Linked DNA regions of Mus musculus: regions 1, 2, 3, 4 and 6 are each linked to region 5. The links are chromatin contacts, called in public Hi-C, HiChIP or PLAC-seq and promoter capture Hi-C maps. All regions are on one chromosome and are shown on one strand. Each heading gives the region's core, a stretch centred on a gene start, on an enhancer-like site or on the middle of the called end of the contact. The rest is flanking DNA. Distances are from core to core; before and after follow the strand shown.

The links. Promoter capture Hi-C pulls out the DNA fragments that hold promoters and counts their contacts. A called contact is a pair of places that touch in the nucleus more often than the background predicts. HiChIP or PLAC-seq counts read pairs in DNA pulled down with a chosen protein or histone mark.
Region 1: a contact with region 5 is called in a promoter capture Hi-C map of the C10 cell line. The contact joins the promoter of Ccl3 here to the promoter of Synrg in region 5. A contact is called at or near these places in 1 of 39 promoter capture datasets (the C10 cell line), 1 of 15 datasets of contacts at CTCF or cohesin (the NIH/3T3 cell line), 1 of 484 Hi-C or Micro-C datasets (pro-B cells) and 1 of 115 datasets of contacts at active chromatin or transcription factors (memory CD8 T cells).
Region 2: a contact with region 5 is called in a promoter capture Hi-C map of trophoblast stem cells, with 2.5 times the contacts expected there. The contact joins the enhancer-like site here to the promoter of Synrg in region 5. A contact is called at or near these places in 11 of 39 promoter capture datasets (the 3T3-L1 cell line, 3T3-L1-derived adipocytes, the C10 cell line and 7 more), 8 of 484 Hi-C or Micro-C datasets (B cells, conventional dendritic cells, embryonic stem cells and 4 more), 2 of 115 datasets of contacts at active chromatin or transcription factors (embryonic midbrain and large pre-B cells) and 1 of 9 other capture datasets (liver).
Region 3: an H3K27ac HiChIP or PLAC-seq map of microglia shows a contact between it and region 5, with 5 times the contacts expected there. The contact joins the enhancer-like site here to the promoter of Synrg in region 5. A contact is called at or near these places in 3 of 39 promoter capture datasets (the 3T3-L1 cell line and 3T3-L1-derived adipocytes), 1 of 484 Hi-C or Micro-C datasets (pro-B cells) and 2 of 115 datasets of contacts at active chromatin or transcription factors (memory CD8 T cells and microglia).
Region 4: a promoter capture Hi-C map of the HPC-7 cell line shows a contact between it and region 5. The contact joins the promoter of Ccl9 here to the promoter of Synrg in region 5. A contact is called at or near these places in 4 of 39 promoter capture datasets (the 3T3-L1 cell line, 3T3-L1-derived adipocytes, the HPC-7 cell line and 1 more), 1 of 115 datasets of contacts at active chromatin or transcription factors (acute myeloid leukemia) and 1 of 9 other capture datasets (macrophages).
Region 6: a Hi-C map of the HPC-7 cell line shows a contact between it and region 5, with 5 times the contacts expected there. The contact joins the enhancer-like site here to the promoter of Synrg in region 5. A contact is called at or near these places in 10 of 39 promoter capture datasets (the 3T3-L1 cell line, 3T3-L1-derived adipocytes, the C10 cell line and 6 more), 3 of 484 Hi-C or Micro-C datasets (the HPC-7 cell line, bone marrow-derived macrophages and embryonic fibroblasts), 2 of 115 datasets of contacts at active chromatin or transcription factors (bone marrow-derived macrophages and forebrain) and 1 of 9 other capture datasets (macrophages).

The regions. Positions count from the first base shown.
Region 1 is chr11:83,648,094-83,652,606 of GRCm38.p6, reverse strand. It overlaps Ccl3 (chemokine (C-C motif) ligand 3), which reads left to right and starts at 3,229. Exons shown (of 3, transcript NM_011337.2): 1 at 3,229-3,405; 2 at 3,927-4,038; 3 at 4,264-4,513. The coding sequence starts at 3,330. The coding sequence ends at 4,354. It also overlaps a transcript of Ccl4 not described here.
Region 2 is chr11:83,493,274-83,497,500 of GRCm38.p6, reverse strand. Taf15 (TATA-box binding protein associated factor 15) reads right to left here. Exons shown (of 16, transcript NM_027427.3): 8 at 205-239. Among named protein-coding and RNA genes, the nearest start is that of Gm32650, 17 kb to the left of the region's middle. Within about 2 kb of position 1,825, at least 11 of the 459 cell types and tissues checked have an H3K27ac peak or open chromatin away from gene starts, as enhancers often do. A contact at or near this core is called in embryonic stem cells and trophoblast stem cells, where this site is marked.
Region 3 is chr11:83,629,158-83,633,211 of GRCm38.p6, reverse strand. No RefSeq gene overlaps it. Among named protein-coding and RNA genes, the nearest start is that of Ccl3, 18 kb to the left of the region's middle. Within about 2 kb of position 2,396, at least 39 of the 459 cell types and tissues checked have an H3K27ac peak or open chromatin away from gene starts, as enhancers often do. A contact at or near this core is called in memory CD8 T cells and microglia, where this site is marked.
Region 4 is chr11:83,576,414-83,580,368 of GRCm38.p6, reverse strand. It overlaps Ccl9 (chemokine (C-C motif) ligand 9), which reads left to right and starts at 1,733. Exons shown (of 4, transcript NM_011338.2): 1 at 1,733-1,980; 2 at 3,923-3,955. The coding sequence starts at 1,905.
Region 5 is chr11:83,962,875-83,966,824 of GRCm38.p6, reverse strand. Synrg (synergin, gamma) reads right to left here and starts at 2,394. Exons shown (of 20, transcript NM_194341.2): 1 at 2,279-2,394. The coding sequence starts at 2,349. It overlaps Ddx52 (DExD box helicase 52), which reads right to left. Exons shown (of 15, transcript NM_030096.2): 15 at 3,737-3,950.
Region 6 is chr11:83,555,042-83,559,001 of GRCm38.p6, reverse strand. No RefSeq gene overlaps it. Among named protein-coding and RNA genes, the nearest start is that of Ccl9, 22 kb to the left of the region's middle. Within about 2 kb of position 2,476, at least 28 of the 459 cell types and tissues checked have an H3K27ac peak or open chromatin away from gene starts, as enhancers often do. A contact at or near this core is called in the HPC-7 cell line and bone marrow-derived macrophages, where this site is marked.

The DNA.
Region 1 (4,513 bases), core at 1,980-4,479, 320 kb after region 5:
AGTTAATGTTATTTGTTACTTGTATGTATGTTTTTAGGGCTGACCATTTAGTATTGGGTAACCACTTGATGACCTCTTCAGCTCTCTTCCCTGAGGAAGATTATTCCCCATGCCCCACTCCCAGCATTCCTTAGCTGCCAGAACTTCTTTGTGTAGGGTTGAGTTCCTCCTTCCCTGTTAGCTTGTCTATTGGATTTGTCCTTGTTCAGGTCATGCTCAGGCAGCCATGTTGGTGATACTGCAGTGGAGTAGCTTCTATGGAATTTTTAGGAGACACAGTATCACAGCAGACTTCCTGCTTCTCCGGCTCTTACAATCTTTCTGTCCCCTCTTACCCAGTGGTTCCTGAACCCTAGGTGCAGCAGTTTTGCAGCTCCACAGCCCTGAAGTTAGGTAAGCTGTGGATTTCTGTAATGTCTTTGTTGAAAGGAGAAATCTCCTTGACTTTGTGCCTTTAAGACCCTATGAGAATGGCATCCCTTCTATGAAGGCGCCCTGAGTCCTACAGAAGGCTATTCCTCCCTCCCACCTCCGAGATTTTCTTCCCATGGTACTTCCTGCCAAGTTCTATGATCCCTATTCACTTACTTCATCTGTCCCTGCTAGACTATGGAATCTACAGATAAAGGCTACTAAAACAAAAACAAAATCAAAAACAAAAACAAAAACAAAAACAAACAAACAAAAAAAGAGCTCAACTATTTGTCACAGCAAAGTATCAATCAAACAGTTTGGCAAAAACTACCAAAACTGTTTTCAAGGGCTAGAGAGATGGTTCAATGCTTGTTCTGAAAGCATGAGGCCCAGAGTCCAGATGCGCAGTACCTTCCTAAATGCCAGTGGGGATGGTGTTCTGCTGCATAGATTGAACACATTAGCAATAGTGTCTGAGTCACCAATAGTGCGTCAGTATTGTATCGAGGAAGGAAATAAAGGCACTTCTCCACTTGGAGTCACTTAACCAAGATTGAGTCTAGGTTTGAATTCTCCTCTTCATGCTCCTTGTGTCCTCTGCCCTCTGTCTGTTGCATGAGACTGAATCTGTGTCTACCTGAAGGCTGTCTTGACAATCTGTCTCCATATCTGTCTGTGTGTGACTCTGTCTCTCTGTGTCTGTGTGCCTCTGTCCCTTGGGTGACTGTTGTGTGACTACGTCAGTTGTGTGACTGTCCCTATCACAGACTTGCTTTGTATTTATTGAACAGCACAGAAAACATCATCTGGGGAAAGAAAGGGACACATTATAGGAATCTTTAACAGGATTGGATTAAGTCACTGGCTCCAACTGACCCAGACAACAAACTGTACTATAAGCATCATGCATATCAGCCAATATCCATAAATGGGTTTTCATTTTAGAAGAGTTCTTTCAACATCTATATTTGCTGCTTTCAGCAAATGGTTCACATGCATTGTTCTGGGTCCAGGGGGATGGAAGAGGACATAATTTAAGATTATGGCAATGCTTTTGCTTAGGTTGTAAAAGTTGATCACATGAGAAACCCAAGGCAAATACTGCTGATTGTTACATTATTCTCTTAAAGGCTGAGTACACAGTAGGAGAGCAGACTTAAGTCCTAAGTGATCTCGGGTACATTATTAATTCTGAGTGTGAGACCCAGCAAAAGTTCCAGTCTCTTAGAATGTATGAGACATTTTTAAAATCATAATATTGCATCACCACAGCCTGCCTGTCAATTCTAGTCTTGGAGTGCAAAGATTGGGGCTAATATGGCAGACCAGCCATATTAGTGAGCTCTGGATTTGATTAAGAGACCCTGATTCAGTAAGTAACATGGAACATCGACGGCGGATGGTTCCTGACATCAGTCTTGCATCTCTACATGCACATGCATGCACACACACTCACATACATGAAGCACACACACACACACACACACACACACACACACACACACACACACATGCACACATGCACACTCACAAGCACCTTCTTTCAAACATGATGCTACACACTTGTAATCCTAGCACTCCAGAGCCTGAGGCAGAAGGATCATAATTTTGACTACCTAGTGAGACCTTGTCTCAGAAGTTAAAAGCAATTAAAAGTAAAACACTGGATAACTGCTTACTTTTAAACTAGTGATATTGAAAATGCTTTAAACTAAGTGAGTACATGAGTATGTGAGAGGACAGGAAGATAATATCTCACCAAATAAAATTTAAAAATCTCAAAATATAAGAAAATTAACCACTCACAGGCCCATCTCACAAGTTTTAATAATTCTTTAAAGTTTTTATTTTTAGTGATTTTTTAAAAAAAAATTCCAGTATTATTTATTTATAATGCCTGGGTTTGGTGTGAAAAACTGTATATTTCCAGATATTTGTAGAATTCTTCACTTTGTAAAACTTGTACAATGTTTCTTGATATTTTTATCACCAATGTTATGAGTGTACTTATGTCATTTTAATTTTAAGAGCTTCATAAACAAGCAATCCAATGTATATACTATAATTTAATTTATAATTTTTTCATAGTGAAAGGTTTTGTTTCTTTAGTTTCAAGTTATAATGACAATGGACCAGCTGTCTCAATATTTAGAGATGGCTTTACATTTGGGTTGTTTCCCCAAAAATCTTTCCTAGAAAGGCTATTTCTAGCTTAATGGAAAAAATATTTTTAGGCTTCTCACATATTAACGCCCACACTTGAAGTATCTTTATGATCCACAACTAATGTTCAACCCAGTGGCCTAGTCACTTTGCGGCTGATGATTGGACAAATGTCTTAAATGTGACCGCGTCTTCCCCATTGCTCGAGCTGGAGATGCTTTTCCTCAGTCCCTCACTGTGGTGGTAGGAGGGGCTGTTGTGCCACCATCCACAGCTATTCTTCCATGTGGTTAGAGAAGCTGAGAAATAACGAGAGTTTCCGTTCCATGGCAAGGAATGGGTTTGGAGTGTTTATTCACAGAACGGTTCTCATGAGATGGGACCAGCTAAGAATAGCCCTGGGTTGACACTGTCCTACCTCCTCCTGCTCATAAGAGAAACTACTTCCCCACAAGAAGAAAGAATAGGTCACGAGTTGAGAGCTGAGACTTATATCTCAGAGATGCTATTCTTAGATATCCTGGGCCCCTGTGGTCACTGTGGACCCTGGGTTGTGTAATATCCATCATGACACCATTGCTGTGCTTAAAATTTTCCCTCCTCAGCCCCGGATTCCATTTCCTCATCTGCTAGGGCTACCTATAAGAGAAGGGGCATATGGCTTCAGACACCAGAAGGATACAAGCAGCAGCGAGTACCAGTCCCTTTTCTGTTCTGCTGACAAGCTCACCCTCTGTCACCTGCTCAACATCATGAAGGTCTCCACCACTGCCCTTGCTGTTCTTCTCTGTACCATGACACTCTGCAACCAAGTCTTCTCAGCGCCATGTGAGTCTACACTGCTACAGGAGGTGTCCCCAGTCTCTGGTCTAAGGCAGACCATAGCAGTCTTTTCTGTGGTTTCAGAGTCTACAAGAGAAAAGAAGCTGGTCTTTCTCTTTGAGATTTTTATTTTCCTCTCTATGGTGTGGAAGGGTCTAACCTTTTATAGGTACCCAGAACTTGAAATCACAGTAAGGATAGTGTTGTCATGTACTTACTAGCCAGCCCTGGGATTCTTAAGGAGCTCTGCCTCTGGGATGTCTTATGGTGATGCTCTGGTGTCTTCTTTGCTGACTTCTGGTATTAGAGAAAGCTGTGGGAAAGACACAGGGCAACACATAGAGAAAGAGAAAGCCCACAGTGAAAATATAGATAGAACAGAGACAGAAACAATGACATTTCTGGTCCCAAATGCCCAAATGCCTTCAGATCCTTAGCCTTCCAACTCCCACCCCAAGCACCTTCCTCGCCTCTTAAGTTGTTTTAGGTGTCCTACCCTGTTCAATGATGACTTTCTTCCCCTACAGATGGAGCTGACACCCCGACTGCCTGCTGCTTCTCCTACAGCCGGAAGATTCCACGCCAATTCATCGTTGACTATTTTGAAACCAGCAGCCTTTGCTCCCAGCCAGGTGTCATGTAAGTTCTGTTCTCGTGCTTTTCCTGATAAAGTGGGGTGAGGAACAGTGTAAGAGAGGGTTTTTCAGTCGTGGGGTGGGGGCGGGGGTGCAGTCACAAAAAGGGAAGCACAGGATCATCTAAAGGGTGCCAGTGAGAGGACGGGAGCGATGGAGAAACCACAGAGGAAGTCAGACTCTCCCATTGGATATTTAAGTTTTTTGACCCTTACCTCTCTCTGTGTAGTTTCCTGACTAAGAGAAACCGGCAGATCTGCGCTGACTCCAAAGAGACCTGGGTCCAAGAATACATCACTGACCTGGAACTGAATGCCTGAGAGTCTTGGAGGCAGCGAGGAACCCCCCAAACCTCCATGGGTCCCGTGTAGAGCAGGGGCTTGAGCCCCGGAACATTCCTGCCACCTGCATAGCTCCATCTCCTATAAGCTGTTTGCTGCCAAGTAGCCACATCGAGGGACTCTTCACTTGAAATTTTA
Region 2 (4,227 bases), core at 576-3,075, 470 kb after region 5:
AGAACGCATTGGACTACTTGAGATCAGATTTGGCTTTTAATATGTACTTGGATATAAGAGTGTATACAGAGAGTACTTTGTAATGCACACAACACACGAGCCTCAACAGAGTAAGAAGGGCTTAGACTGCATCTGCGGGATATTGGTGGCTTTTAGATTTATATAGCATTTCCACTGAAACATTTTGGGATACTCAGCACTTACCACCAAAATTTTTGAAGCCACCGCGGTCACCACCACTGCAGAGGAAAAATTGAAGAAATGATTTCTTCCTTAAGTAAGTCTCTAATGTGCTGAGCCCTGGGCTCAATCTACACTTAACTGTCACAAGTAGAGTGCCTAGAAAAATAGTAGCACCAACTTTCCAGTAAATCCATTTCAGAGTTCAATGATTCAATCTAAGTGCTTTCCCAAGGATTTATTTCCACAAGCTGTCTTCTCACATTTATAACACATCTAATATTACTTTTTATGTTAAAAAAAATTCATCTTCCCAACCCCAAGCCAAAAGATTACTACTCAAACCATAACTTAAAGCTGCAGGCACAGCATGAAAAATATGAAATTAGAGTATTAGGACTATTTTTAAATATAAGAAAGAAAAAACTAAAAGACTAGAGGAATAAAAAGTAAAGTTAGACTTTGATAGCAGAACAGAAAAGGTAAAAACTTGAAGACAGATTCTGCTGTGATATTAAATTATGGATTTTATTAATTTTTAAAGGGATAAACTTTTTTAAAAAATGAGTCTGAATAAAGATAGTCTTAAAACTTTAAACTTAAGACTGATAAAAAGTGAGGACTAAAAAAAAAGCTAAACTCAAAACTTCTCTCCATGATCCACTTTAATATGAGATCTTTTCCTATCACAGCAGAGGTTCAAGCTGCCAAATGGTCTAAAGACCAAACCAACAAAATATGTGAAAGATGCAAAGCCACAGAATGACTTTGACAAATTTATACTGTCAGTTAAGTCAATGATCCTTGTACACATAAGGTTTTATGTAACAAATCTAAGCAGCTCATGCTAACCAAGTAATTAAAACAAAAAACCAACCAACCAACCAACCAAACAAACAAACAAAAAAAGACCCCAAAATTCTCAAGTGAAAACCTTCTATAACACAAGTGCTGATAAGGAACTAACAGTTTCAGATTATATCTGAGTTGCTGCTCATCTATCATGATCCTAGCAGCTAACCTATTTATTATCTGCTTACAAACCTCTGCTCTAGGGACTACCCAACTCTAGATGGCTTTTCTGAATTGTCCAATTAAAACTAACTAAATAAGAAAGCTTTCTCTTTTTAATTACACTACCATAAAAACATTTTGCTTTGCAATCAACTTAGGACAGACACAAGTGTTTTAATTTGCTTTTAAATTGTATAAGTCCCAGAAAACCCTTCTTTCTAGCAGGAGAATAAGGTTCATTCAAGGCTATGTAGACCATACTAAACTGAAGTCCTTCATAAATACAGCTTTGTATTTAAAATTACTGTTTTAGCACAGTACCTAAACTTTCCCTGTACTTTAACTGAAAGGTCTATCACTGCTACCTCTTTAAGAAAGAGAAGCTACTCATTACTATTTTGGTTTTAGTTTCTTGAGACAGGATAAGGATGGTCCTGAATTTGCTACCTAGATAAAGATGAACTTGAGTTCCTGATCCTTTTGTGTTGAGGTTTGGCCTTTTGCCACGTAAGATACTGCTAAATTCTCTATCCCAAGGTCATTGCCTCAAGACAAGTGAATTCTCAAGTATACCAGCTTTTGTTATGCAAATCTTGCTCTTTAAAACTACTTGTTGAATAATGATGCCTACAGCCTGTAGCTGGGCAGAAAAGAGGTAGTAGTAAGCTTAGGTTCCTGGGCTTGGGGTCTGAGACAGAGTCCACTAGGAGTGAGCAGAAAGAAGGCAGAAAGCGCCATGGGGTAAGTATAACTTGAGTGCATAGCCATGAAGGCCCACCTGTTGGCGGTAGGAGTGGCCCAGGTGTAACATTGCAAATGGTATTTGGAGAGGGGGGGTGTTTACTGATAGGAAAGTAGACAAAAGAGCAGAGGGTTGATATCTGCCCAGTTCTAATGCTTTAAGGCTTATTATAAACATAAAGGTTTTGTGTCTTTTTTATTTGGAACTAAATGATTAAGGTGGGGTAGAAACCCCCAAATAAAGTTTACCACAACGCTTTTGCTTCCTCCTCTAAAGTACATTTGTCATAAACAAGCAGAGGTTAAATTGTTGAAAATAAAATGTTCCCCTTCTTTTTCAGTACTGGGGTCTCATGCTTGCTTAAATGGTCTATTTTCCAAGCCCCTTGAAAATTGTATTAGAAACCAAGGTTCCTTCAAAAATGAACCTTAGAACCCCAGTGACAGACAAGAATTAAAATATCAAGCCCACATTTCTTAAAACTTTTTTCCTTGTATATGGTGCATGCATGCATGGGTGTGGGTGTGGGTGTGGGTGTGGGTGTGTGTGTGTGTGTGTGTGTGTGTGTGTGTGGTGTGTGTGTGTGTGTGTGTGTGTGTGTGTGTGTGTGTGTGTGTGTGTGTGTGTCGGGGGGGGGGGGGTTACACCCTAATTGCTATATTGTCCAGCCAGGGCTACACAGAGAAACCGTGTGTGTGTGTGTGTGTGTGTGTGTGTGTGTGTGTGTGTGTGTGTGTCGGGGGGGGGGTTGTGTGTGTGTGTGTGTGTGTGTGTGTGTGTGTGTGTCGGGGGGGGGGGGGGGTTTACACCCTAATTGCTATATTGTCCAAAAAACAGCTGATCTGGCCCACAATAAAGAAAAATATACAGTGTTATGTGTAAGGGAGACTCATTTCCATTCTTTTTTTTTCTTCAAGACAGGGTTTCTCTGTGTAGCCCTGGCTGTCCTGGAACTCACTCTATAGACCAGGCTAGCCTCGAACTCAGAAACCCACCTGCCTCTGCCTCTGCCTCCCAAGTGCTGGGGTTAACTGTTTAAAAGGAAAAAAAAAAAGATAGAGATGACTCAATGGTTATCTTGCTGCTCGTTCAGAAGATCCAAGTTCAGTTTCCCAGCACCCATGCTCAGTGGTTGCAATAAAACTGCCTACAATTCTAGCTCCAAAGGATCCAATACTCTATTCTGTCTGTGGGCACCACCACATGGCAAATATTTACAAAAAAATAAATACACATAAGTAAAAGTATTTTTTAAAAGATGCATCCTCTAAAAGGATATATAACATTAAGGCTGAGTTTCCTTTTTTACAAAACTCAGTCCTATACCCTTACTATTCAAAGGGTAAGTATAAGTATAAACATAGCCCAAGAGCTTCGCAGAAAATGGTAATTTGCATTTTAGTAAGATCCCCATGTAACACATTATATATATTTAAGTCTAAGAAATACCATCCTAATGTTTACCTGTACATTCAAATGTCATTCAATCATTCTCACTCCCTAAGTAAGCTTTATATTAACTATATTACAATTCCTTTATTAGGAAATTTACTGTATTAACTACAGAAATAGACTTCAAGGAGTAAGGGAGATATTCTTGTGGATAGTCTCTCCTTCAAACTTGCAGTTAAGTCAAAGTCATTTCTTCTACATATTAAGGCCTCGCTAGCAATTTAAGACAGAAGAATATTTCAACAACTATGTCAAAATGTTGCAAATTTGTTTTCAATCCCAGACATAGAAGCAAAAAGTACACATAAAGAACTCCCCAAGAACATTTTAAGGGATATTTAAGACACATAGGTATGTTCAACTTAATTGGCTCAGTATCCCCACATAAAGAAACTTAAAAGATTATGAAGATATGGGTCTTCCAAATTCAAAAACCACAATGAAAAGAGGACTCTAGGGTAGCCTGGAGGTTTCAATGTGATGTCATAATATACTTAGAAAAGACACATTCAATATAAAGGAAATTTTGGTGGCAGAAAAGATAACTCAATGGTTAAGAACACTGCCTTGCTCTTCCAGAGAATTCATAGTGGATCCAATGTCCTCTTCTGGCCTTCATGGGCAATGCATGCATATTGTATACAAACTTACATACAAGAAGAATGAATACCCAGATAGTTATAAGAAATAAAAAGTTAAAAAAGAAAATTTCTTAAGCATACTATTCCTTTGAGTTTTTGTTTTAGGGGCTTGTGTATTTTTCGTTTGTAGACAGTCTTTCATTTTATATATAACTTGGCAGGCCTGGTACAAGGGACCCCAAACTGGCCTCTAACTCA
Region 3 (4,054 bases), core at 1,147-3,646, 330 kb after region 5:
TCTTCTACTTTTGTGTGAATTCTGGGGATCAAATTCGGGTTGCCCTCTTATTCAAATGCTAAATCTCCTCTGGAAACTCCTCCTAAACACACCCCGAAATAGAGGTTTATCTAGGTAATAATTATCCCAGTAATGTTGATGCCACAGGATGAACTGTCACAGTAAACATGTGTGGTCTTTGTGAAGGTACATCTAGTGTACAGCAGTCAGGGAACGATCCTGTTGGCCACCACGGGGTGGCATTGCTCCACCATCAGGGTATGGGGATAGAAATTAATACAGAGGACCAGATGGAGGACAACCAGTTCTCAGCGAGGGTCTTAAACCTGCTGGAGGCACACTGTGCATGGAGATCTGAGCTTCTGACCAGCCATCCAGCAGAATTAACAAAACCCATCCCATCTAAGGCACCAAAACTCAGAAGAGACTGCCCTGTCTTCCCTCTGACTAAACTAGCCCATGATTGTAGCCTATGGCGGTTCTCAGACTGAACTCACTTTAATATCACTGGGGGAGTTTTAAAGGTGCCAAATCTAGGTACAAATTACATTTGTAACTTTGGAAGTAAGACCCTCACACTGGACTTTAGGAACGTTCCTGGCTGACTCTAAGGTGAACTCAACTTTGGAATTACCTCTCTATAGTAAGCCATCCCTTATGTGGGTGTCACCATCAGGAAATAGATGCTTGAATAAGAGGTATTCACTGCAAAGAGGGTGGCCAGGTATAGTACAGGAAAACCCAGGAAAATCCAACTTCTAGACAAAAAAAGCAGTACTATATATTCTCAATATACTCGAGACATACTTATCCTTAAAGAGTACTCATTCTGTATTTTCATTTGTCACCTGAAATTTCATTTTCACTTACCACATGTGGAAAACATTCTTCTAGAAAGCAAAGAGGTGAGCAGCAGAGGATGTAGTCACATTTCTTGGCCAGCTACCAACAGGGAGTCCTCGATAGCTAAGGGCAGTTTTGCTAGGCTGGCATTCATATGAGCAAGTGTGAACACAGACCCCAGCACCTGACAAGCTCTCAACAAACGTCAGCTGTCGTTCAGCAGTGGTTCGTGTATGAAGATGAGCTTAGATGCATACACAGAATGCACTACTTTTACCAGTGGAGTGTTTCCCTAGAACAGTGGTTCTCAACCTTCCTAATGGTGACCCTTTAATATAGTTCCTCATGTAGTGGTGATCCCAACCATAAAGTTATTTTTGTTGCTACTTCATAACTGTAATTTTGCTATTGTCATGAATCATAATGTAAATACCAGTGTTTTCCAATGGTCTTAGGCAACCCTCAAAAAGATCACAACCTGCAAGATGAGACCCGCTGCCCTAGACCATAGCAATTATAAAATTGATTTTACAATCAATTATTTATAAAATATGATTATTTATAAAATACTAGTGTCAGTTTCCATTTCCCAGGAAGCCATCTTTCTGGGAAACATCTGGTATACTAGTGTAGTGTGCTGCCCATCCTTGTGGCTTCGACCTCTTCTCTTATGTCCCTGTCCTCTTGCAGTGTCCCTGTCAATCTGTGGTTGTGACACTCCCTGACATTTTATTGTGATATCTTCAGTGTGCTAAAGGCAACACAAGTCAAGCTGTCCAGTATTTGTTGCTTGATACATGTGGTTCGATTTCTCCCTAAGAAAGCTAATCACACTCATGGATTTGAAGAGGGTATTGGAGAAGAGCTGAAGGGAAAGGGGGTCGGGGGTGAAGAGGAAGTCATGAGATATCCACAACTCATTTGTTACATAACACCATTTTAAAAAATAAAAGTACAGTGCAAAACCAAAATGGGATACATAAGCAAGATTAAGTTCAGAAGAAACCCAGAGTAGGCTGGGCTTTAGGGTGGGACCACAGAAGAGATGTCCTTCAGAACTGCAGAGACAAGCATTTCCTCCTCATTGAGCTCACAGATGTTCCACTTTCCACTTCCGTGCTACTTCCAGAACCTCTCAGAGTTCAGTTCCAGGTCAGTGATGAATTCCTGGACCCAGTACTGGCTGGCGTCAGCTCAGACCTGCCAGCTTCTCTTGACCTAGAAACTGCAGAAAATGGTGGCATGGTGGGACCTTAAGGACATGCAGAGGGGATTCCTGTGGCCCTGCATCCTTCTCTTCCTATACATTTCAAGGCCTGACCTTATGTCCCCAAAGTTTCTCCAGTCTTAGGGCTCATGTATCTACTTTAAAAGTCTGTGAGGTCTTTGGAAAGCCAGCTTCCTTATGATACTCCTTATCGTCACAGTGCCCAGGGACTGTGCAGGCCCTAGACCAGGTCTGAGCACCTAGGACTACAGAGAGCCAGGTACTAGGGAAGGAGCCTCTCTCAGCCCCAACAGCTTCCTGGTCATGTGATAACCATTCACAGTCTCTGTGGAATCTTCCATGAGGTCATTAAGAAACAGCAGGAGTAGCTGGACTCTCTGCAGCAGGCAGTGAGAGACACAATGGAAAAACCTAAGGAGCTATGCAGAAGATAAAGCCAGCTAGCCACTCTGTGCCCTGGCCCTGAGAAACAGGCAGAAGTACATGCAGACAGCACTCATAGAGGACAAAGGAAAATGGCATAAATTTTCCAGGACATTTTTGGCTAGATTTCTGTATTTTCCTTTCTTTGCATGTTTCTTGATTTTTGGCTTTGAGACTCCACATCTCTCTACAAGGAATTTAATTTTCCAATCAAATTACTTCTGTTTCTGCTTGAGAAATGCCACCTGGAACCCATCAGAAATCAAGTTCTACCATACTGCTAGAACCTAGGTGTTACTATTTGTCTATAGTCTACTTCTTGTCAAAAACCTGTTAGGCCTCCTTTTCCCATCCAGAAACTAGGATGCTGTATCTCCCAGAACAGAATAGAATTGCTAAATCCTTTCTCAAAGGAGAATTCTCAGAAATAATTTAGAACCCTCTGGGTTCCCTATTTAGAGGCTGTCAGGTACATACTTTGGCATTGTGGTCCCAGCCACAGACAGACACAGAAATGAAGGATAGGCTCACAGGGGGCAGAGGAGGTGTAAGGAAAAGGAGGTTCGCTGAAGAAGATACTTCCTGGATCTAAGACATAACCGCTCTTTAGAGGTACCCTGGGGCTTTGGAAGATGAAACACTGAGGAGACAAAGAAGGGACTTTTAATCATGTTACTGGCACCCACGTTGCATGGGCCAGGAGAGCCTTGGGTCACCACAAGGTTTCAGACAGTTTTCAGGAATGGCCCAGCTGCTTGCTCACTGGGGAAATGGTTTCCACAGTGTGAGGAGGTGTGATGTTGTGTGGCTGGGTGGCTAATGACTTCTCACCAGAGCAGATCTGCACACCAAGCACTCCCCCCACAGAGCTGAGCCTTCTGACATTCTCCCCAGCTCTCCCAGCAGTGCCGTGTGCCATGGAGGCTAATGCCATGGAGTCTTGAAAAGCACAGTGCAAGCTAAGGCCATGCCTTGCATGGAGATAGAAGAATTAGAGAAGCCACAGCTACAGGAGAAGCAATATAGTGAGTGGCCAAGGGTGTGTTATGTCATGTCTGTTTTCCTAGCACTTGGGAGGCTGAAGCAAGAGGACTGCCATAAGTTCACGGCCAGCATGTGCTACCTAGTGAGTTCAATGTCAGTCTGGTATATGTGTATGTACATGTGCATGTATATATCATGTACATGATGTACATGTATATGTGCCTATACATGCATATATGTATATCTATATTGTGTGTACATGCGCACATGTGTTGTATATATGTATACAGAGAGACCTTTCTCAAAAAAATCTGTATCCCATATCTAATGCAGATTCATAATTATAATCCAGTGTCAAAACTCTCATAAAAACTGTGACTGCTTTGATGAGTTAAACAACTACTTAAAAGCTGAGCTCATTACTTTTTTTTCTTGTTTTGAGACAAGAGTCTTGCTCTGTAGCTCAGGCTGACCTTAAACTTGCTCTACCATGAGGTCCTACTGTCTGTGCCTCCAAGATACTGGGATTACAGGCTGAGTTCATTGTTCTTATCACATCTTTATCGTGTGCGTCAA
Region 4 (3,955 bases), core at 484-2,983, 390 kb after region 5:
GTGTTTGAAGACAGCTACAGTGTACTTGTATATAATAAATAAATACAAATCTAAAAAGAAAGAAAGAAAGAAAGAAAGAAAGAAAGAAAGAAAGAAAGAAAGAAAGAAAGAAAAAAAGAAAGAAAGAAAGAGAGAAAGAGAGAGAGAAAGAAAGAAAGAAAGAAAGAAAGAAAGAAAGAAAGAAAGAAAGAAAGAAAAAAGAAAGAAAGAAAGAAAGGAAGGAAGGAAGGAAGGAAGGAAGAGGAAGTAGGAGGAAGTAAATAGGGTATAGAACCATTGGGGGAGGGGACCATAGCAAACTACTGGAGATCCAAAATACAATTAAGTCAAATTAAAAATTCTGCAGAAAGCCTTACCAGTAGAATCAGTCAAGAAAAGGACAGCATATCTGAGCTTGAAGACAAGGCACTGGGAGCAGAAAGTGTCAAGGAAAAAGATGAATTAATGAAAAGGCATGAGTTGGACTTTGGGCTATTTAATACATGAGGAGAAGATAAAGTCTAATAATCACAGATATAAAAGAGTGAAGTTCTTTCCAAATGCACAGAAAACATTTCCAGTGAAATCATAGCCAAAAAAAATTTCCTAAATTAGGCAAAGAAACATCTAATCAAATAGAGAAGTCATTTAGAACACCAAAGAGACAAGACCCAAAAAGAACTTCTTCTTGTCATATTATAATTAAAGTTATAGTACTAAGTATTCAAAACAAAGAAAATGTGTAAAAAGCATCAAGAGAGAACCACTAAGTCATGTGTCAGGAGATGTCCATCAGCGTAACAGAGAGCTTGGAGAGGCGTTCCTCAAGCTTTGGAAGACATGAACCTCCAGCCCAGGACAGTATTGCCAGCAAAGGGCTCCTTCATAACTCAAGGAGAAAGGGGATCCTCCCTTGATAGAAAGAGGCTAATGAAACTCACGAAGACTGAACCTGGGTCCTCTGAAAAAGCAACAAGTGCTCTAAACCAGTGAGCTGGCTCTTTAGCCCTCTCTTCCTATTCTATTTGACCACATCAGACTAAAACCACAAATGAACAGCAAACATTCACAAACTCACGGAGATTGGATAACTGAGTGTGTAGACCAGACTGGCCTCAAACACACACACACACCTGCCTCTGGCTCCCAAGTGCTGACACCAAGTGGTGAACACCACCCCAACCAGCCTTAGATGTTTCTTCTGACAGACGTTCTAAAGATTTTTTTTCCTCTGATGTTAAAGTATATTAAAAATATCTAAAGGGGCTGGAGAGTTGGCTCAGCGGTTAAGGACACTTGCTGGCTTCAGTTCTCAGCATCCACATGATGGCTCACAACCATCTGTAACTCTAGTACCAGGGAATTTAACACCCTCTTCTGACCTGCACAGCACTGCATGTATGTGGTAGACATACACACATGCAGGCAAAACATGGATATAAAATAAATCTTTAAAAATTAAAGAAAAATAATTAAAGAAGGAGTTGACAACAATTTTATATATCTCTGGCAAGACATATAAGTTTACTTTTATAATCTATATCTGTCGGTCAGCTGTCAATGAGCATAAGCCAGCGTCCTCCAAGCTAACCTCTCATCAGGGGTCTAGAAGGATCCCTCACTCCCACCCTGTGGCCAGAGCTAAAGGAGTGAATGAATTTTATAAAAGGAGAAATCCTTCTGGAAATATTTACTCTCTCTGAATCAATTTGAACTTTGGAAAGCCCCAAGTCACCTTTGCCCTCCACTTCCCACTGCACACTGTTCCCTCTCTTAGAACTAGCATGTTGGGTGTTATGTAGTCAAAGGAGGGCATTATGAGCTGTACCCCAGGGACTTCCTGATCCTCTTACATGTATAAATAGCAAGACCGGGCCAGGAACAGCAAGCAGTCTGAAGGCCAGCTGGGTCTGCCCACTAAGAAGATGAAGCCTTTTCATACTGCCCTCTCCTTCCTCATTCTTACAACTGCTCTTGGAATCTGGGCCCAGATCACACATGGTGAGTCCTGTGGTGGTAACTGAAAATTTGGGGGGAGTTCCAGAAGGGGCAGCATTTAATAATTTCCATCCCAGACAGAGCAATGGAATTTACTTAGTACAGACCTGCCTCTGGCTATAGCCCCTGGATCAGTGGTTCTCAACTACCGGTTGCCACCCTTTTTGGAAGTCAAACAACCTCTTCACAGGGCTTGCCTAAGACCATCAGAAAACATAGATATTTACATTATGATTCATAGCAGTAACAAAATTACGGTTATAAAGTAGTAATGAAATAACTTTATGGTTGGGGATCACCACGACATGAGGAACTGTATTAAAAGGCTGCAGCATTAGGAAGGGTCTGGTCTGGAAGCTGGTACACAAATGGCTTGCTTCCATTTGGAGAAGCAAATGTTTTCCTTTTTCATAGCTAGAATTATTTGATAACTTTTCCTAGCCAATCCTAGCTGACATTGTAGTTAGATCGAAATAACTATAATTAAAGCATACATTTGTAGAAATGAATATAAAACTCTGTGATGCTAGAGTTATTAGATGTCAGCTAGTATAGAACCATCATTTTTAAGGCATTGGGACCAGTCAGGCCAATGGCTCATCCAAGGTCACCATTTCATCTGAAGCTATGATATTTTAGTTTATGGAGGTGACCAGGGCTCAACACAGAGAGGTCCTGTGAAATAAAAGAATGTATTCCTCAACTTTTCTAAGGAGGAGAGATACATCATGTCTCACAGAGCCAAGGAGAATATTGGAGTTAGGCCAGGAGGCATAAGTAATGAAATAGAGAAACTTGTGTCAGATTCTTTATTGGAGATACTGGAAAAGAGGAAGGGCACAATGCAGGGTTCAGTTAAGATTTCCTAGACTGAAGAAGTCGAGCAGACTTTGTATATATGGATGGTCTTTAAGGATCTAGCTTTAGGAAGAGTTAGGGCAAGGGAAATACCAACATGGTGTTTGAGAATGATAAAGGTTGGGTGCTGGGCTCAGTGAGAGTTGGTTAAGAAGCAGTTAGCCCCTCCCTGTGGTCAGGATTTTAAGTATGCCAGAATACCATAATATGCAGAAAACAAAATACAGTTAGTAGAGTTAGCTATTGCTCAACTGTCCAGATGTTGATTCATTCTTCCTCTGGCATCCCTGAGGGGTGGGACAAATGGAAATGCATCATTCTTGTAGAAAAAGAAGAAGTTAGAAGACAAGCAAGCCTTGTATATATTATTGCCCTGCTCACTTTTCAAACCAGATAACTGAAACAGAGAATTGGAACAGCCTTCAATAATGTAAGACCGCATGAGTAGTGATGGGTAAGACTAAGAGGCAGATTAGTAATCATGCGTTCAAGAACAGGCACTGCTTCTTAAGATTTACTTTGGAAGCCACCCACACCACATCAAACTTGTTAAATAATAGCCGTGCACCCTACTACAGATAATTCATATGCAACCATTGAAGACATGATATAAGGGATTAGTAGTCTTGTCTTAGCACAATGCAAATTCCCAATCCTTTAGCAACAATCTTTGGGCTTCGATATATTTGGGATAAAGGATTATTATGGATTTTAAAAAGTGATACATTGCTGGATGTCACTCAACATCCCTGATGGTTTTTTCTTCAGTGTGTCCTTTAATCAGGCATTTATATAAATGTGGACTATTAGGAGCCTCATTTCACTTCAAGGGACTTTGTGTCACCAAAGGGGTTTGTGCTTCAAGTCAATAGAGTTTTTGGTTTTTTTGTTTTGTTTTGTTTTTTAAGATCCCAGAAAAATCTCATGTCACCTAAGGGGATAAATGAGTCTAGAGCAGATCCTAGACTCCAAGTGTGTGATGGTGGTCCTCAGCAGAGCCTTCTCAGCCTTGGCAAGAATCGGGGTGGGGATGGTGAGTAGAGATGCTAAGACAATGATGCTAACCTCTGCCCTCTGTCTCTTCCAGCAACAGAGACAAAAGAAGTCCAGAGCAGTCTGA
Region 5 (3,950 bases), core at 1,145-3,644:
GTGACCCTTTACTTTAGTTCTTCGTGTGGGGGTGACCCCCAACCATAAAATTATTCTATTGCTACTTCATAACTGTAATTTTGCTACTGCTATGGATCATAATGTAACTGGCTGATGTGTGACCCACCCCTAAGAGGGGTCCAGACCCACAGGTTGAGAAATTGTGGTATTAGGACACCAAGAATAATGATACTTAGATCAGGGTGGTGGAGTCCACAGACCTAGCAATAATGAGATGGAGGTAGTCAGATCACAAATCTGAGACTGCCCTGGGCTATCTGTTCAACTCTAGCCTGAGCTAAAATAAACAACATTTTACACATTTACATGTGTAGTCATTCCACATGATTACAAGTGGGGTCACTAAAGACTCACCCAGACTGTTCTCAACTCTGTTGCTTTACTTGGTTAAAGGCAAATACTGTCATTTATCCGTCTCAAGCATTTACTCTAGGATAGTCCATTCAGTGCAAGAGGCGAAAGCGGTTGTTTGCATGTGGCTGCCTTTGGCTAGCCTTTAAGGAAACTAAGTAGCTAAAAGAAAGTATTTAAGAAACAGTATCCAAGGCAGAAGGCAGCCCTCAGAGTCAGTTGCAGCTGGTAATTTCTTTCTCCCACTGAAAGCTTCGAAAGAAGAGTGTTGGCTTCTGTTTTTCTTCAGTTATACTCTGCTACTTTGTTAGGTTTCTTATAGATAACTTCAGCTCTTAGTATCGCTTTCCCCAAACCAAAATATTCCTGAGTATACAGTTTCTCAGCCCCCAAAAGTATCTAACAAATGTAACACCAAATACCCTTCAACAACCATTGTAATCACTTTGTGTCTCCTATGGATTTACTACCTGTTGGAGTGCACATGAGTTTATTGCCCATGCTCTTTCCCCTAAGACAGGATCTCAGGGTACCCAAGCTAACATCAAACTCTCCCGATAGCTGAGCATGTCTTTGAGCTCCTGATCTTCCTGCCTACATCTCCTCAGAGCTGGATTACAGGCATTCTCCAGTGCAGCTCCTTGGACCAGTGGCATTAAAATACTACAAACCAAACTGAGCAACACACTGAATTTTTCTGTGCCCAGGGGGTCTTCCTTTTTTTTTTTTTTGAAAACATTTGTGCCTAAAACATGAAATTCTTTGAAAATTTCTAGGACTGGTCCCATTATTACTCATACATTTGATTAGATTAATAGAATGCCACTTTAGAAATTGTCATCCTGTATATATTCTGCAGGCAAAAGCAATTTCTAATGCTCACTAATGAAAGACCCCAACGAAACAGTGACAAAACCAGAGGAGGAAGGAAAATGTTTTAAGTTTAAAGTCAAAGACTGTAGAGGAAGCAGAAAACCTGGCCACACACCGTTGCTTTATTCAAGTGACTGCTTTTTTTCCTTCCGTGAATGAGTGTGTGTGTGTGTATTCACAATATGCACCTGAAGGAGACGGTTACTTTAAAATCTTTTACACATTTGAAGTGTAGGTGATTCCAAAATTAAACTATACATTAAAAAAAAAACCCAAATACTTCGCTTTCCAAAGATAACTTAGGATATTTAAAAATAAAAGCTAATTTTATCTCGGAATGTGTGTGCTATATGTCAGCTAATTAAATAAACACAAACTGAGTCATGATAGAAAGGGGAGCAGACTTTCTGGAATCAAACATTTTGTCAAATGAAAATGAACTTGAGTTACAAACACCCCTTTACCATTCTGGATACAGGGAGCATAGCCTAAAAATTATCTGAAATAGAACAAAGAGCAGATTTTTATTTTTAAAAGGAGCTCAATAAAGTCTGGAAGCTTTTGTTTTAAGAGGAGCATACTGCTCTTGGTCAGTGAATTTTCTTTGTTTCAAAATGTCTATTTTAAAAGGAGTCAGACAAATGTTTTTTTCTACTAAACGGGCTTTATCTCAAGACAATTACTAATTCAAAGGTCTTCAGATTTTTCTATTTGTATGTGAAGAAAAGAAAAAAGGACTGGACAGGACGCTCTATGAGAGGAAAGACAGTACTGTACAGTCTTAAAACGGTTCCTCCAGCTTTGCGACTAGACCGTCACAGCCTTCGCTCCGACAGCAGCTCGAGCCCAGCAAGCCTAGCAGGGACTCGCGGGCGCTCGAGGCCCCGCGGCAGGTGCGGTGGCGCCTGCACCCGAGCGCGCTCCCCGCGGGTCCCCAGGACGCTCGCGCCCCGCAACCGCCGCCCCTGCGCCCGGCCCCACCTGCCCACCCCGCCGACCATGGCTGCCCACTCCGCCCGCCCCGCCGACCCACCTGCCTGCCCCGCCGGGCCCCGCGCCCGCCCCCGCCGCGCCGCTGGCTCCGGCTCCCGGCCGCAGCGCCATCTTGCTCGGGGCCGCCGCCGCGCCAGCAGCTGTCAGCCGAAGACAGGCACTTCCGGGGCAGACACCGCCCCACCAAGTCGGGGCCGACGACGGGGCGGGGCTGCGCGCCCACGTGACTTCATGGCCCCCGGGCACGAGCGGCGCGCCCCGGTGGCATTCTGCAGGAGACACAGCACTGCGGCTGGTGTAGTTAGTTTGCAAACCCGGATCTGCACTAATGCACACAGTAGGTCCTGATATAACCAGATGATGGAACACAGGTGCTTTTCTGCTGTTCCTTTACACAGCAGTCGGATCCTAGAGGGCCTTTACAGCTGTTTCCCTTGGCACTCTCTCTTCAGCATCTATTACAGACACTGACAGTACCTTTTACTTAAGTCAATCTAGAGCATACATGGACCCAATACACACGAAGAGGATATCCTCCAAGGTGCCCTACTCATGTGGTCGGTTTTGCCATAGTGAGGCACCGTGAGCACATGCTGAACCTACACAGGGTATTTTTACTTTGACACCTCCAACCCTAACCAAGCTACCTGGAAGTAAAATGTGTTGAAAGTAAGTTTGTTAAGCTCTTAGATAATGGATCAATCACAACCAGTCCCTGCCACTTCTTGCCTTACAGCTTTCGCTGAGACAATTATAATAGGTTATTAGTTTACTAGACCAGTTTTATGTGCATTTAATAGTCTGATGTCCCTGAGTTATTACTGCTATTTTAGAAATGAGAAAAAAAAATCTTGAAAGAAGTTCTTGTAATATGCTCAGATCTTGGAGCTGCAGTGTGTCCACACCAATATGTCCTCAAAGTCCTTGGTCCTTTAACTAGGACCACGCCCACTATTTGTGAGATCTGTTTTCCTTGTTTGGTCTTGTTTACTATTTCACTTTTCCTCTTCCCTGGTCAAAGCTAGCATTTATATAGGAGAGTCCTTACTGATATGTATAGGAGTTTAAATCCATTCCTGACCCTTTTTTTAAAAAAAAAGCTGATACAAGTTTTGTAGCTACTTCATGGACTGGGTGGTTGCTCAGAAAAAATAAAGAGAAAATAACTGAATGGGGATTATCAACACGATCTGTTACCATCTCTATCTGCATCCGTCCAAGGACACTCCCCACCTGTGTTAAGAGTCTTGTTAGGATGCTTTGAGATCACAGCCCCATACCACATAATCGTTTCTATACTTCATCACTGCCGTTAGTTGCTAAAGAGTGGTGCTGTTAGCATACAAAGCTTCAGACACAGAGATAGGCACTTTTACTCTTAAAACACAGGAAAAGCTGAAGGTCTAAAATGAAAATGCAGCCGCAATGGTTTCAAGTGTATACCCACTTCAGGATATACACTGACTCAACTCTCTGCAAGAACAAAACAATTACAAACTTTTAGTTTTTATTCTCTAGAGCAGTTTATTTAAATGAAGCCTGATTTTTTTTTTAAATCTTTATCCCATCTATTCAATATCAGTCTCATGTCTGTATTCTCAGCAGTAAAGGGGCTGAAACAGGAGGATTGCTGTGAGTTCCAGGCCAGTCTGGGATACAGAGATCCCTTTTCAAAACAAATACACATTTAAAAGGAGGTCTACTGTGCTGAT
Region 6 (3,960 bases), core at 1,227-3,726, 410 kb after region 5:
CTGCAGAGAGCATTACAAACAAATAGAAAACACTTCCTTCATCTTAAAAACTAAAACAAGATTCCCATGGGTGAAACAAACCCTGTCGAAAAAACACATTGGTGACCACACTTAAGACAAGAAGCTCCCCTCCCAGGATGTGGTATAGACTAGGGCAGGGACTTCAGAAGAAGGGTCCCTGATTAGAGCAAGAGAAGAAGCCATCAGCCCCTATGACCTAAAGGGGAGTAAAAAGACCAAGGGAGAAACTGGAGGCTGTGGACTGACCAGCAAGGACACCCTGCTCCCTGGGACCCTCAGAGGTCCCCAGGGGAAGGAGACAGGAGATAACTCACATCCAGCACCACATGATCTGAGACACAGCCAGCACCCAGAGCCACGAGTTAGAAACTGAGAGCTGTGGTGCCAGTCCTTGAAGACTGACAGACATTGTGTGGAAGCTCTGGAATCTAGAACTGGGGAAATGAACCTTGCAAACAGGTCCCAAAAACCAGGGATGTGATTGGCTAACTTCATAACAAAGGCCTTCCTGAGGAGATGACCTTAACCTAAGGGCTAAATGAGTTGAGGGTAATAGCTGGAGACAGTGCAAAGGCCCTGGGGCAGGAATATTAACTTGGTGAGGTGAGTAGGGCATGGTGGGAAGCAGCAGCCTGAGCACTGAGGCGAGCAAAGGCAGGCATGGTGGAGCTTGGGAGTGAGAGTAAAGAGTAACTCATCTCCGGCATGATGGAAAGCCGTCATCAAAGCCGTACCAAAAGTATATCACCTGATATACATCCCTAAAGCAGCACTGACCGTCATGCAGAGATGGATTGATGAGGTCCCTGGAGACCAGTTAGGAGACCCCTGCAGCAATCCAGGCTACAGATGCTGGTGGCTTGAACCAGAGGGGCACAGATGACATAGAAGAGTGTGAACAAAGTAGGGAAATGGCTGAGGGGCACAACTAGAAACGTGCACTGAGAAAGACTCGGGCTTAAGCAACTAGGTGAGTGTTGGTGTCATTTACAGAAATGAGGGGAAAGCCATCTAGACAGTGTTAATTTCAAAATGGCTTTCTGATGACGTCAGTGTGTTGAGTAGAGAGCGAGCTACATGGTTCTGCGGAGCTAGGGAACAGCTTGACTCTTCTTTCTTTCTCTTTGAAGAAAGGGGATGTATCATGAGTACAAGACCCAGGAGCTGTGGTAGAGAGTGGGGACAGCACAAGGACAGAGTAGCCAGGGAGACAAGCGTATCAGGAGAGTATGGTGATCTGGAAGCCAAAGGAGGGGTGGTGGGAGGCACAGAACCTTAGACTCTCATGGGTGTTGCCATGACATATGGAAGAAGAGAGAGATGGTCATTGAAAGTGACTGGAAGCTCGGAGGTGACCTTGACGAGTGAAGATTCAACGGCAGTGCTGACAGGAGCCCAGTCAAAAGGGCAGGAAAAAGAATGGGACTGTGGAAGTTGGGCCAGCATTAGAACCAACACTAAGATGGTTTTATGAAATGAAGCAGGAGCCAGAGCCCATGGGGGTCCCAGGGAGGATGTTGGTTTGAGTTTGGGTTTTTGAGATAGACGGTTGCTACACAGCCCAGTGGTCCTCCTGCCTCACTCAGCCTTTAGAGTGTTAGCATCGCAGGCTCGAGGACCACCCTGTGCTCAGGGAGGATTTTTAACGATGTGAGGACGTAGAGCATGCATGTGTACTGATGCATGAAGTACTCGACCTCTCTCGGTTTCAGGGGGCAGGGCTGCAAAACAAAGCGGCAGGTTTCTGAAGAATAGGACTGGTTCACATGTGCGAAGGCAGCCTAGACAGTAGTACTCCCAGGTAAGGGAAGGCAGAGGCAAGATGCTTTGTGGTTCACACACTGGCTATGACAGCAGAGAAGTTGATGAGAAAGAATTAATGCCATGAACAGCACACGCCCTGTGCTCTGAATGCACACTCAGAACTTGACCCTCCCTGACTACCACAGGAGTTTTTACCTCTGTACCCCAAACATGGGGTTTCTCTTGTGCACCACAGAGCACAGGATATTTGAGTGGCAATTTTCCCAGTTCTTCTAAGGACAAAGCATAACCTGCCCCCATTCCTAGATGCACGAGGGAAGTGAATCCATTGCATTTGATGCACGATTTAAGGCAGCGGAACCAGCTGCCCGGCTTCCTTAGCTGGACAAGTCGTTTCTTTTCATTCTGACAGCTTTCTAGTCAAGGCCCTGGGTATCTGGCAGGCCTCACAAAACATCTGTCGTGAAATTTACACAAAGCTTGGGGGTGGAACATGGCAGTCACTGTCATAGAGGCATTTGGGCTGCAAGCCAGGGGTCAGGGCCTAGATGTATGACTACAAGTATTTTAAGTTGTGTCCTGGAGGATGGGAAAGATTTGTAGCTAATTTAGGACTAACAATCCTGGGGGAAATTGGACTGACTTAATCCTGGAAATATAGGTGGATATTGCCATCTAGTGGTTAAAAGCTGAAATGAAAACACGTGTTACAGAACACGTGTTGTCTGTATGTCCAGTAACTATGGAACCTGCATCTTCTCTCCTCTCCCCCGACTTCTCTCCTCTTTGGGGAACTGAGGGTTTTGGCCTAGACTGAGGACACACGCGGAGATCAAACCTTGCTCTGATAGATTTTACCCTTGCATGCATAGAGAGATGATAGGCATCAGCGTCCATGAAACAGTGATGCATGCAGAGAGACCATACACACCCATGAAACAGTGAGACTGACTGAGGGTGCAAGAGGACAGCTTTGTACCATCAGATAGGACAGACCCTTCAAGAAGTGTGATGTTAGTAGGACCCAATTAAGGGTTGGATTCACCAGTCTCCCTGGATTAGATTTCTGGCCCAGAGGTGTACAACGAAGTGAGCAGGTGTGCAGTAATGCCTCTCTCTCTCTCTGTGTGTGTGTGTGTGTGTCTGTGTGTGTGTGTGTGTCTGTGCATGTGTCTGTGTGTCTGTGTGTGTCTGTGTGTCTGTGTGTGTCTGTGTGTGTGTCTGTGCATGTGTGTGTGTGTGTGTCTGTGCATGTGTCTGTGTGTCTGTGTGTGTCTGTGTGTCTGTGTGTGTCTGTGTGTGTGTCTGTGCATGTGTGTGTGTCTGTGTGTGTATGTGTGTGTGTCTGTGCATGTGTCTGTGTGTCTGTGTGTGTCTGTGTGTCTGTGTGTGTCTGTGTGTGTGTCTGTGCATGTGTGTGTGTCTGTGTGTGTATGTGTGTGTGTCTGTGCATGTGTCTGTGTGTCTGTGTGTGTCTGTGTGTCTGTGTGTGTCTGTGTGTGTGTCTGTGCATGTGTCTGTGTGTCTGTGTGTGTATGTGTGTGTGTCTGTGCATGTGTCTGTGTGTCTGTGTGTGTCTGTGTGTGTGTCTGTGCATGTGTCTGTGTGTCTGTGTGTGTCTGTGCATGTGTCTGTGTGTCTGTGTGTGTCTGTGTGTCTGTGTGTGTCTGTGTGTGTGTGTCTGTGCATGTGTCTGTGTGTCTGTGTGTGTGTGTCTGTGCATGTGTCTGTGTGTCTGTGTGTGTCTGTGTGTGTGTCTGTGCATGTGTCTGTGTGTCTGTGTGTCTGTGTGTGTGTGTCTGTGCATGTGTCTGTGTGTCTGTGTGTGTGTGTGTCTGTGCATGTGTCTGTGTGTCTGTGTGTGTGTGTGTCTGTGCATGTGTCTGTGTGTCTGTGTGTGTCTATGTGTGTGTGTCTGTGCATGTGTCTGTGTGTCTGTGTGTGTCTGTGTGTCTGTGTGTGTGTGTCTGTGTGTGTGTCTGTGCATGTGTCTGTGTGTCTGTGTGTGTGTCTGTGCATGTGTCTGTGTGTCTGTGTGTGTCTGTGTTTCGTTGACCTACTTTTATAAAATTTTGTATAAAATTTTAATGACAGATTTGCAAATTCATCTGGAATAACAAAAAACCTAGGATAGCAAAAACTTTTCTCAATGATAAAAGAATCTCTGGTGGAATC